Regions from separate parts of the Mus musculus genome. Here region 1 is linked to region 2. A link is a contact called in public Hi-C data. All regions are on one chromosome and are shown on one strand. The core of a region is the stretch at or near the end of the contact, and the rest is flanking DNA. Distances in the headings are between cores, read along the strand shown. Region 1 has its middle 11 kb from the start of Gm38596. Region 2 holds the start of Sult2a8 (sulfotransferase family 2A, dehydroepiandrosterone (DHEA)-preferring, member 8).

Region 1 (6,081 bases), core at 2,586-5,085, 84 kb after region 2:
AAAGCCTATCCCATCCTCCAAGGACAGTGGGCCTTGATGAGCAGAGACATTCTATGTTTATAGTGCTTTATTATAGACGACAGGGAGAAAGAGAGAAGGTAGAAAAGACAGAGAGAGGGGGTGAAAGACTAGAAAGAAAGCGAATAAGGGGGAGAGAGGAATGGAGGGGAGGGGAAAGGAAGGGAGGGGAGAGGAGGGGAGAGGAGAGGAGAGGAGAGGAGAGGAGAGGAGAGGAGAGGAGAGAGCAGTGAGAGAGGAGAGAAGACAAAGGGAGAAGAGAGAGGAGTGAGAAAGGAGAGAAGAAAGAGAGGGGTGAGTGGGTGAGAGTGAGAATTAAGAGAGAGACGAGTAAGAAGTGAGGTGGAGATGAACAGCCATTTTTATGGTCTTTACTTTTGCTAGATAACAGGGGAAGAGTTTAGCCTGAAGGTCAGAAGCTTGGGACATTGTCTACGTGACTTCTATCAATGCTTCTCTTGTGGGGGGGTTGTGGGGGTTGGTAACTTAGGCAGGAGATAGAGTTCGTGTAGCATGAGGAAAAGCCTACCATGTCATGTAGGTGAATTGTCACCCTCTCAGAGTTCAGGCCTCAGCTCAACTGGAGACCAACCTGTCTGTGCACAGCCCAATGCCCCAAAGGCCCCTAATATGAAAATGCTGAGTAAAAAACCTGGGCCTGGGTCTCCATCACAGAACTCTAAGGATACTAGACAGGCAAAATGACCTGGGCACAAAACCCACAGACTAAGAAAGATTCAATTTGGAGTCATACATTTTGAGGATGACCCTGATCACTAAGATTCGCTGACACTGTGGAATACCAGTATCCCTCTCCAGTATAACAGAGTTCTGAATTGATATAAGTACAGCCTTGCATATATATTTATCACCCTTTTACATCAAGGTACTGTGTCAAGGAATCCAAATCTATTGACAGACACCAAAATGCAAAAGTCAGGAAGTGTATAGGTGACTCATGGGGGAGTGGCTATTTGAAACAAAAAAGTGCCATATCTTTATCTGTGTCCCCATCATGCCCCGAGGTGGGTTTCCCATAAGCAGCAAAAAGTTGGGTCCTGTTTAGGTAGACAATCTGTTAGTCTACGTCTTTTTATTGGGAAATTAAGTCCATTGATATTAAGAGATATTAAGGAAAAGTAAATGTTCCTTCCTGTTATTTTTGTTGTTAGTGTTGGGATTCTGTTCTTGCGGCTGTCTTCTTTTAGGGTTGTGGAAGGATTCCTTTTTTGCTTTTTCTAGGGCATAATTTCCATCCTTGTGTTTGTATTTTCCCTTTATTATCCTTTGAAAGGCTGGACTTGTGGAAAGACATTGTGTAAATTTGGTTTTGTCATGGAATACTTTGATTTCTCCATCTATGGTAATTGAGAGTTTTGCTGGGTATAGTAGTCTTGGATGGCATTTGTGTTCTCTTAGGGTCTGTATAACTTCTGTGCAGGATCTTCTGGCTTTCATGATCTCTGGTGAGAAGACTGGTGTAATTCTATTAGGTCTGCCTTTTTATGTTATTTGAACTTTTACCCTTACTGCTTTTAAATTCTATCTTTATTTACTGCATTTGTTGTTCTGATTATTATATGTCAGGAGGAATTCCTTTTCTGGTCCAGTCTATTTGGAGTTCTGTAGGCTTCTTGTATGTTCCTGGGCATCTCTTTCTTTAGTTTAGGGAAGTTTTCTTCTATAATTTCATTGAAGATATTTAGTAGCTTTTAAGTTGAAAATCTTCATTCTCATCTACACCTATTATTACCCTTAGATTTAGTCTTCTCATTGTGTCCTGCCTTTTTCTTTGACCCTGTTGCTACTAGCACAAGACCCTCTGGGTTTTTTGTTTGTTTTTGTTTGTTTGTTTGTTTGTTTGTTTGTTTAGAACAGATGTTGAATTCCACTCACCAGTGATCTCAAGGTCCTGGGTTTGCTATGGTGCCTGCAGTATGTAGAATCCTCTGGGGACCTTGGGAGATAGCGCCCAGGATGTGTTGTAAATTTCTATTTCAATTTATGATTTGATTTGTGTGTGTGTGTGTGTGTGTGTGTGTCTGTGTGTGTGTGAACCCAATGTCTGGGTTTGGTGGCTGTTTATTGGATGGATCCCCAACCAGGTGGGGCTGTCTCTGGATGGCCTTTCCTTCAGTGTCTACTCCACACTTTATCTTCTATTTTCTCCTGTGAGTATTTTTTATAACCACTTTTCTAAGTGCCCCCTTTCTCTCTTATTGACTTCCAATTAGCCTGTTGAAAGTTAGAGCTGCTCTCCTGTGAGACTATGTCGGGGCCTAGCAAACACAGAAGTGGATGATCACAGTCAGCTATTGGATGGGTCACAGGGCCCCCAATGGAGGAGCTAGAGAAATTACCCAAGGAGCTAAAGGGAACTGCAACCCTATAGGTGGAACAACAATATGAACTAACCAGTACCCCGGAGCTCTTGTCTCTAGCTGCATATGTATCAAAAGATGGCCTAGTCGGCCATCACTGTAAAGAGAGGCCCATTGGACTTGCAAACTTTATATGCCCCAGTACAGGGGAACGCCAGGGCCAAAAAGGGGGAGTGGGTGGGTAGGGGATTGGGGGGGTGGGTATGGGGGACCTTTGGGATAGCATTGAAAATGTAAACGAGGAAAATACCTAAAAAATTAATTAATTAATTAATTAATTAATTAATTAATTAATTAAAAAAAGAAAGTTAGAGCTGTGCAGCTCCTGCTGAGATAGTACAAAATACTTACTTTGTACTTAATACTTTGGGTTTAGAGGAGGAAGTGCTAAGTGTCAGAAACTGCAGTTTCTGGCCTCAGGGGATCACAGAAAGCAGGTCAGCTACAGTAGCATAGTAACTTATACTTAGATAAGTAAACTTTTTAATATATAGCAACGTGAAATATCTTGTAAGACAAGTTCTTATCCCTGAATCATTAGACCAAGTGTTACCCTTGCCTGATGCTCTTCCCCATCTGCTGCCTTAAGAAGAACTAAGGAAAAAGTAGACTCCCACGCTGGGGCTGGCCTGCAGCAATATCACAAACTTAATTTCTGCTCCGCTCTGCATTGATGGTCATTAAGCATGGGGTGGGCTTCTAACCTGAGAGTGCAGGTTTGTTGAGGGAATGACCTGAAGATGTTGGCCTTGTTAGGAATTAGCCTAGGGACTAGAGCTATGCTCTGGTTTTTTTTAGGTAGTGGGGGGAAACTTGGAAACTAATGTTAAGTACCAGCCTGTTAGTTTACCTGAGTTCAAACTTAGCTCAGGTTCTCTGAAATGGAGTCTGAACTTAAAAGAATTAGAATATCACCCCTCCCCAAGCTTGCTCATGTGACTAGAAGTCCCAACCTTGGGACTTCATGAAGCTTCATGAAAACAGTTAGTAGCAGGGCTATGACTTTTTGGTGTCTCTTGGGGAGAGGTACCATCAGTGGGAAACAGGAGGGAGTCTTGAGGATTAATTCTTCTGCTGTCTAGCATCTTCTTTAACTATGAACAGATGTTTAGTGGATCTATATTGTAACTGTGTAGCACAGATACCCTTTTAGTAATGCTGTAGTGACCTCTAGCAGTGTCTTTTGATTTGGGCCCAATCTCCCAAGGCTAAAGTTGGTGGAGTCCAGAGGTGGATCTGCTTTATGGAAAGAAAGAAGTTTAAGCCAAACACATTTGTATACCCATTGGACACCCTCAAGATTGTATAATAATTAACAATTATCTGCTTATGGAATAACTTCGATCAATAGGTTAACCAAACATATTCTGTAAATAATGAAGGAAAGAAGCATCACCTTGTTACCATCAGTCTCCAAGGTCAATTTAGTTATGGGTCCTGTTTATGGGTTTTTTAAGGTTCTGTTTATCTTTTCTACCTATCCTGGACTCTGGTGTCTGTAAGAACAATGAAGTTGCTAATCAATCCCTAGAATATTAGTTAATCTCTAACTTACCAGGGCCACAAATGAGGGTCAACTGTTGAACTCTTTAAGTGTAGAAAAACTGTACCTTGGAAATTTTTCTTTCCGTAGTTTATTTATTACTGTCTCTACATCTCAGGCTTAGTTGGGAAAGTCTTAGTCCATCCTGAAAGATATGTATAAATACCAGCAAATATTTGTAGACTCCTGGCTTGGTGCTCTGGTATTGAGTACAGGGGTCCTTCTAATTGGCAAATGCATTAGTCGGTTGACAGGCCTTACAGTTTTTAACAATTTCAGCTATTTTTAAATTGCCATCTCTTACTTTTTTTTGGGGGGGGGAGCAGTTTTTGAAAATTATTTTCTTTTTTTAAATTAGGTGTTTATTTCATTTACATTTCCAATGCTATCCCAAAAGTCCCCCACATACTCCCCGACCCACTCCCCCACCCACCCAATCCCACCTCTTGGCCCTGGTGTTCCCCTGTACTGAGGCATATAAACTTTGAATGACCAATGGGCCTCTCTTTCCACTGATGGCCGACTAGGCTATCTTCTGGTACATATGCAGCTAGAGACACAAGATCCAGGGGGGCTGTACTGGCTAGTTTTGTGTCAACTTGACACAGCTGGAGTTATCACAGAGAAAGGAGCTTCAGTTGAGGAAATGCCTCCATGAGATCCAACTGTAAGGCATTTTCTCAATTAGTGATCAAGGGGGAAAGGCCCCTTGTGGGTGGGACCATCTCTGGGCTGGTAGTCTTGGGTTCTATAAGAGAGCAGGCTGAGCAAGCCAGGTGAAGCAAGCCAGTAAAGAACATCCCTCCATGGCCTCTGCATCAGCTCCTGCTTCCTGACCTGCTTGAGTTCCAGTCCTGACTTCCTTTGGTGATGAACAGCAGTATGGAAGCATAAGCCAAATAAATCTTTTCCTTCCCAACTTGTTTCTTGGTCATAATGTTTGTGTAGGAATAGAAACCCTGACTAACACAGGGGCACTGGTTAGTTCATATTGTTGTTCCACATATAGGGTTGCAGATCCCCCGAGCTCCTTGGGTACTTTCTCTACCTCCTCCATTGGGGTCCCTCTGATCCATCTAATAGCTGACTGTGAGCATTCACTTCTGTGTTTGCTAGGCCCCGGCATAGCCTCACAAGAGACAGCTATATCAGGGTCCTTTTAGCAAAATCTTGCTAGTGTATGCAATGGTGTCAGTGTTTAGAGGCTGATTATGGGATGGATCCCCAGGTATGGCAGTCTCTAGATGGTCCATCCTTTTGTCTCAGCTCCAAACTTTGTCTCTGTAACTCCTTCCATGGGTGTTTTGTTCCCAATTCTAAGAAGGGGCAAACTATCCACACTTTGGTCTTCATTCTTCTTGAGTTTCATGTGTTTTGCAAATTGTATCTTATATCTTGGGTATTCTAAGTTTCTGGGCTAATATCAACTTATCAGTGAGTACATATCATGTGAGTTCTTTTGTGATTGGGTTACCTCACTCAGGATGATGCCCTCCAGGTCCATCCATTTGCCTAGGAATTTCATAAATTCATTCTTTTTAATAGCTGAGTAGTACTCCATTGTGTAAATATACCACATTTTCTGTATCCATTCCTCTGTTGAGGGGCATCTGGGTTCTTTCCAGCTTCTGGCTGTTATAAGTAAAGCTGCTATGAACATAGTAGAACATGTCTCCTTCTTACCAGTTGGAACACCTTCTGGATATATGCCCAGGAGAGGTATTGCTGGATACTCTGGTAGTGGACTGGTAGACTAAGTCTTGCATTCCGCAGCGTCCCATGTGTGACAATACTTTTCAGTATATTTGGACTAATTTTTCCCAGGTACAATTAATTTGTAGTCAGTTGTGCTTTATCTTCACTGATGATACCGAGACATAGACAGGATTTTGGTCCAGATCACATCTTCTGTCTGATCAGAGATTATGGATTCTCCTGGGTCTAGGGCAATCAAGGGCATGATGGGCCCATTTTTAGGGCCATCCACTGTGCTGTCTTGTTGCCCCCTGGGATGGAGTTTAGTTCTTCCTTCTGCCATCAAAAGGCCACTCTCCCTATAAATAACTCCACAGATATAAGCAGTTGCAAAGGTACACCAGCCATGTGTGTCTCTCAGCTTTTCTCAAGTATGATGCCTTG
Region 2 (5,648 bases), core at 3,139-5,638:
AAAATTCAGAGCAGAGGCTGAAGGAATAACCAGCCAGAGACTACCCCAACTGGGGATCCATTCCATAAACAACCACCAAATCCAGACACTATTGCAGATGCAAACCAGAGCTTGGGAACAGGAGCCTGATAATGCTGTCTCCTGAGAGGCTCTGCCAGTGCCTGACAAATAAAGAAGTAGATGCTCACAGTCATACATTGGATATAGCACAGGGTGCCCAAAGGAGGAGCTAGAGAAAGTTTCCAAATATCTGAAGTGATTTGCAGCCCCACAGGAGGAACAACAATATGAACTAACCAGTATCCCCAGAGAGCTAAACCACCAATCAAAGAAAACACATGGTGGTACTCATGGCTTTAGCCATGTATGAACATATGTAGCAGAGGAAAGCCTAGGTGGTCATCAATGGGAGGAGAGGCCCTTGGTCCCGTGAAGGTTCTATGCCGCAGTATAGGAGAATTCCAGGGCCAGGAAGCAGGAGGGGGTGGATTGGGGAGCAGTGGGAGGGGGGATGGGATAGGGGATTTTCAGAGGGGAAACTAGGAAAGGGGATAATATTTGAAATGTAAATAAAGAAAATATCTAATAAAAAACGGAATCACATGATTATCACATGAGATGCTGTAAAAAGCCTTTAACAAAATACAATGCCCCTTCATGTTAAAAATGTTGGAAAGACCAGGAATTCATTGCACATACATATACATAATTAAAGCAATATACAGCAAACTAACAACCAAGATCATGTTAAATGGAGAGAAATTAAAGGAACCCCACTAAAATCTGGGACAAGACAAAGCTGTCCACTCTCTCCCTATCTATTCAATATAGTACTTGAAATTCTAGTTAGAACAATTAGAAAACCAAAGGATATCAAGGGGATACATACTGGAAAGGAAGAAGTCAAGATATCACTATTTGCACATGATATGATAGCATATATAAATGACCCCAAAAACTAGATCAGAGAACACATACAGCTGATAAACAACTTCAGCAAAGTGGATGGATATAAAATGAACTCAAATCAGTAGCCTTCCTTTATACAAAATTTAAATGGGATGAAAAAGAAATAATGAAAACAACATCCTTCATAATAACAATAATTAATATGAAATATTAATATGAAATATATTAGTGTAACTCCAACCAAGCAAGTGGAGGTATATATGACAAGGACCTGAAGTTCATGAAGAAAAAAAAAAATCAAAGAAGACCTCAGAAGATAAAAAGATTACTCAGGCTCATGGATTGATATGATTAATGTAGTAGAAATGGCCTTTCTACCAAATCAATCTACATATGTAATGCAAGTGCCATCAAAATTCCAACATAATTCTTCACAGACAAGGGAAGAGCAGTGATCAAGTACTAATGAAAAATTAAAACAACCCCAGAATAGTGAAAATAATTTTCAACAATAAAAGAACTTCTGGGGGAATCACCATACCGGACCTCAATGTGTACTAGAGCAATAGTGTTAAAAACAAACAAACAAACAAATAAGCCTACATGGTATTGGTACAGAGTCAGAAAGGTCAATCAATGGACTAGAATTTTGGAACCAGAAATTAACACACATACCTATGGACACTTGACCTTTGACAAAGAACCCTAAACTTTAAAGTAGAAAAACAAAATCATCTTCAACAATTGGTGCTGGTCTAACTGGTCTGCAAGAAGAAGAATTCAAATTGTTCCATATTTATCAGCTTGCACAAACCTCAAGTCTAAGTGGATCAAGGAACTCAACATAAAACCAGGATCCCTAAATATAACAGAAGAGAGAGTAGGAACTAGCCTTGATCACATTGGCACAGGGGAAATTGTCCTAAGTGAAACACTAATGACTTAGACTCTAAGATCAACAATTGACAAATGGTGCTTCATGAAACTGCCTTCTGTAAGGCAAATGACAATGCCAATAGAACTAAATGGCAAACTACAGATTGGGAAAAGAGTTTCACTAAACCTGATAGAGGTATAATATCCAAAATATATAAAGAACTCAAGAACTTAGACTCAAAAACCAAATAACACAATTAAAAATGGGGTAAAGAGCTAAACAGAATTCTCAACAGAAGAACATTGAATGGCCTAGAAGCATTTAAAGAAATGATCAATGTTCATAGTCATCAGAAAAATGCAAATCAAAACCCCCTTGTTATTCCACACTACACCAATCAGAATGCTTAAAATAAAAAACCCAATTGACAGCACATACCTGCAAGGATAAGGAGAAAGAGGAACACTCTTCCTTTGCTCTTGGGATTGCAAACTGGTACAACTACTCTAAAAATCAATCTGGCAGTTCCTCAGATAATTGTAAATACTTGTACCTGAATACCCAGTTGTACTGTTCCTGGAAATATACCGAAAATATATCCCACCATACCACAAGGGCATGTGTTCTACTATATTCTTAGTACCTGTGTCCATGATAGGAAGAAACTGTAAACAACCCATATATCCTTCTACCTAAGAATGGATACAGAAAATGTGGTTGATTTACACAATGAAATATTATTCAGCTATCAAAAACAAGGACATCATGAATTTTGCAGGAAAATAGATGGCACTAGAAAATATCATTTTAAGTTTGTTAACCCAGGCCCAAAAGGACCTGCATAATATGTACTAATTTATAAGTGGATATTAGTCAAACTGTACAGAACATCCATGATACAACCCACAACTGTAAGACGTTTAACAAGAAGGAAGTCCCAAGTCAGGATGCTTCAATCTCACTTAGGAAAAGTAACAAAGTAATCATGGGAGGAAGAGGGAGGGAGGGACCTGAGTGAGAGAGGGGAATTGGAGGGGAAAAGGGGGCAGGATTAGGCATGGGAGCAGACGAAGAGAAGTCTAGACAGCCAAATGAGTAAATTTTCATGCAGCTGCTTAGGAAGGAGAATGAAGGAAACTGCCATAATGTCCCAGAGAGACATGGGATGCTAAAGGCTACCAGGACTGAATGGTGAAGACCTTAGCTGAAATACGCAACAATGGGGAAAATGAACCTGAAGAGACTACCTCCAGCAGATAAACAGGGCCTATAATTGTGGGGTGGGATGACAGACCCACTTTCAGACTTTTTGACCCAGAATTGTTCTTGTCTAGAAGAAATGCAGGGAAAAAGATGGAGCAGAAACTGAATAAAATGACAGCCAGTGATCAGCCCAAATTGGAATTCCTTCCATATATGGGCACCAAACCCTGACACTATTACTGATGCCATGTTATGCTTGCAGACAGGAGCATAGCATTGTAGTCCTCCGATAAGCTATACCAGCAACTAACTCAGACAGTTGCAGATACTTACAGCCAACCATTGGACTGAGGATGGGGACCCCTATGGAAGAGATAAGGGAAGGATTTAAGAAGCTGAAGGGGGTGGCAACCCCATAGGACTACCAACACTGTCAACTTCCCTGGTCCCCTGGGTGCTCCCAGAGACTAAGCCACCAACCAGAGCATACATGATCTGTGACCTCCTGCACATATGTAGAGGAAGAATGTCTTGTCAGTTCTCAGTGCGAGTGCATGTGCCTAATCCTGTAGAGACTTGATACCCCAGGGGAGAGGACACACTGGGTGGATGGCTGGGTATGTGGGGTGGGTGGGTTAGTGGGAATTGTTGGGTGGGTGGGGGAGTATACTCTCAGTGGCACTAGGGAGGGAGTATGGGGTGAAGGACTTTGGGAGGGGGACCAGGATGTGAGCAAAATTTAGAATGTAAATAAATGAAATAATTTTCAAAATTTTAAATTTATTCAAATTAATTAAATGTTTAATTAATTTATGTTACTGATTTTTGTTAATGAATTTACCTTGGCTAATTGTGAGTCAGTAAGATCAATCTGTGTGTAAAATGCTTGCTGAGGAATAATTAGAAGCTGATTTTATAGCTCAGCACTAACATTAAATTCAGAAATTGTTCAAAAAGCCTGTAACCTCTGAACTGTGGTAGAGGAATTGAGAGAGGCACATAACAGGGACTCACGGGGAATCCAGCAAAGAAGAAACAGTGAGCTTTGGATGCCTTGAGGAAACACCCTTTTTTTTTTTAATAAGTAAACGATTGAATGAGGAAGTTGTTCCACATCAACCTCCATCCTCCACATAAGCAATAGCATTATGTGTATGTGTACATGCTACTCAGTCATACACATATGAGAACACACAGACAAACATGTTAACACACACATATCCATGAATAAACACTGCATATGCTATCTATCACACATGAATATACACATGTACTCATACATAACAATACATATTTGTACTTACAATTGCCTATATAGATTTTGCTTTTGCAGGTTTTTATGTGACCATGGCTGAACACAAACTCACTGTGTAACTCAGGGTGAACTTGAACTACTTACTGATTCATCTGTCTCAACCTACTATTTATATGCCTCTGAGGATTGAATTCAGAGATGCCTGGATTCTAGATAAGCTTTTAACCCCTGACCTACATCCCTAACTTTGCCTATTGATTTCATGTCATGTTGTTTCCAAACCAGAATTGATCAAATGTAATATGACCTTTAAACTATTGAGCAGACCTTACAAGCCACCATGTGTAAATATTGGATTCCATAGTTCTATATTACATGTCTAAGTTTGCTTTCCACTGCTGTGATAAACAGCCTGATCAAAAACAGCTTGTGAAAGAAGGCATTTGTTATACCGTATAAATCCATCCTGGAGGGAAATTGGTGCAAAAACTCAAGACAAGAACTGAAGCAGGACAAAAAGAAGATCAAAATCAACCACAGTTATTTAGAAAAATACCAAAACCTCTAGTGTCTAATCAGAGATGTCTAGCAGTTACTTAAAGCAGGGTAACAAGCCTTCTCCACTTTACCATCCTAGGGGAGAATTTTCTTTCCTTCTTTATAAATTTTTTTTTCTGGAGCTAAGAGAAATTTAAATTACAGGTTTCTAGTGCGAACTACTTCATCTACATTAAACAGAACTTGCACTCTAAGCATATAGCAGTGTACTGACTTGTTTTGTGTGTCAACTTGACACAAACTGGAGTTATCTCAGAGAAAGGAGCCTCCCTTGAGAAAATGCCTCCAATGATATCCAGCTGTAAGACATTTTCTCAATTAGTGATCAAGAGAGGAGGGCACATTCTGGGTGTTGCCATCCCTGGGCTGGAAGTCGTGAGTTCTACAAGAAAGCAAGCTTAGAAAGCCAGGAAAAGCAATCCAGTAAGCAGCACCCCTCCGTGGTCTCTGTCAGCTCCTGGCTCCAAGTTCCTGCCTTGTGAACGTTGCTATCCTGGCATCCTTTGGTGATGAACAGCAATGTGGAAGTATAATCTGAATAAACCCTTGTGCCCACACTTGCTTCTTGGTCATGATGTTTTGTGCAGGCATACAAACCCTGACTAAGACAAGCAGTGAAGATCATGTCTCAAGAGAAAAGTTCAGAGACCATGGAAGATCACTTCTTCTTGGCTTGCTCCTTAGGGCTTCCTCAGTCTTCTTAATTATATTATGCAGGATCAGCTCCCCAGTGCTCATAACTCCAACATTTTGGTCCTGAGCCATCTGACATCAATCATTAATCAGGAAAATAGCCTTCAGATTTGACTAAAGTCCTGTATGTTGGAGATATTTTCACAATTGTTA

What was found. A called contact is a pair of places that touch in the nucleus more often than the background predicts.
Region 1: a contact with region 2 is called in a Hi-C map of liver, with 12 times the contacts expected there. The contact joins the enhancer-like site here to the promoter of Sult2a8 in region 2. A contact is called at or near these places in 4 of 39 promoter capture datasets (cranial neural crest, liver and pre-B cells), 10 of 484 Hi-C or Micro-C datasets (Kupffer cells and liver), 4 of 115 datasets of contacts at active chromatin or transcription factors (hepatocytes and liver) and 2 of 9 other capture datasets (adipose tissue and pancreatic islet).

The regions. Positions count from the first base shown.
Region 1 is chr7:14,519,071-14,525,151 of GRCm38.p6, forward strand. No RefSeq gene overlaps it. Among named protein-coding and RNA genes, the nearest start is that of Gm38596, 11 kb to the right of the region's middle. Within about 2 kb of position 3,836, at least 2 of the 459 cell types and tissues checked have an H3K27ac peak or open chromatin away from gene starts, as enhancers often do. A contact at or near this core is called in hepatocytes and liver, where this site is marked.
Region 2 is chr7:14,434,163-14,439,810 of GRCm38.p6, forward strand. It overlaps Sult2a8 (sulfotransferase family 2A, dehydroepiandrosterone (DHEA)-preferring, member 8), which reads right to left and starts at 4,389. Exons shown (of 7, transcript NM_001199306.1): 1 at 4,294-4,389.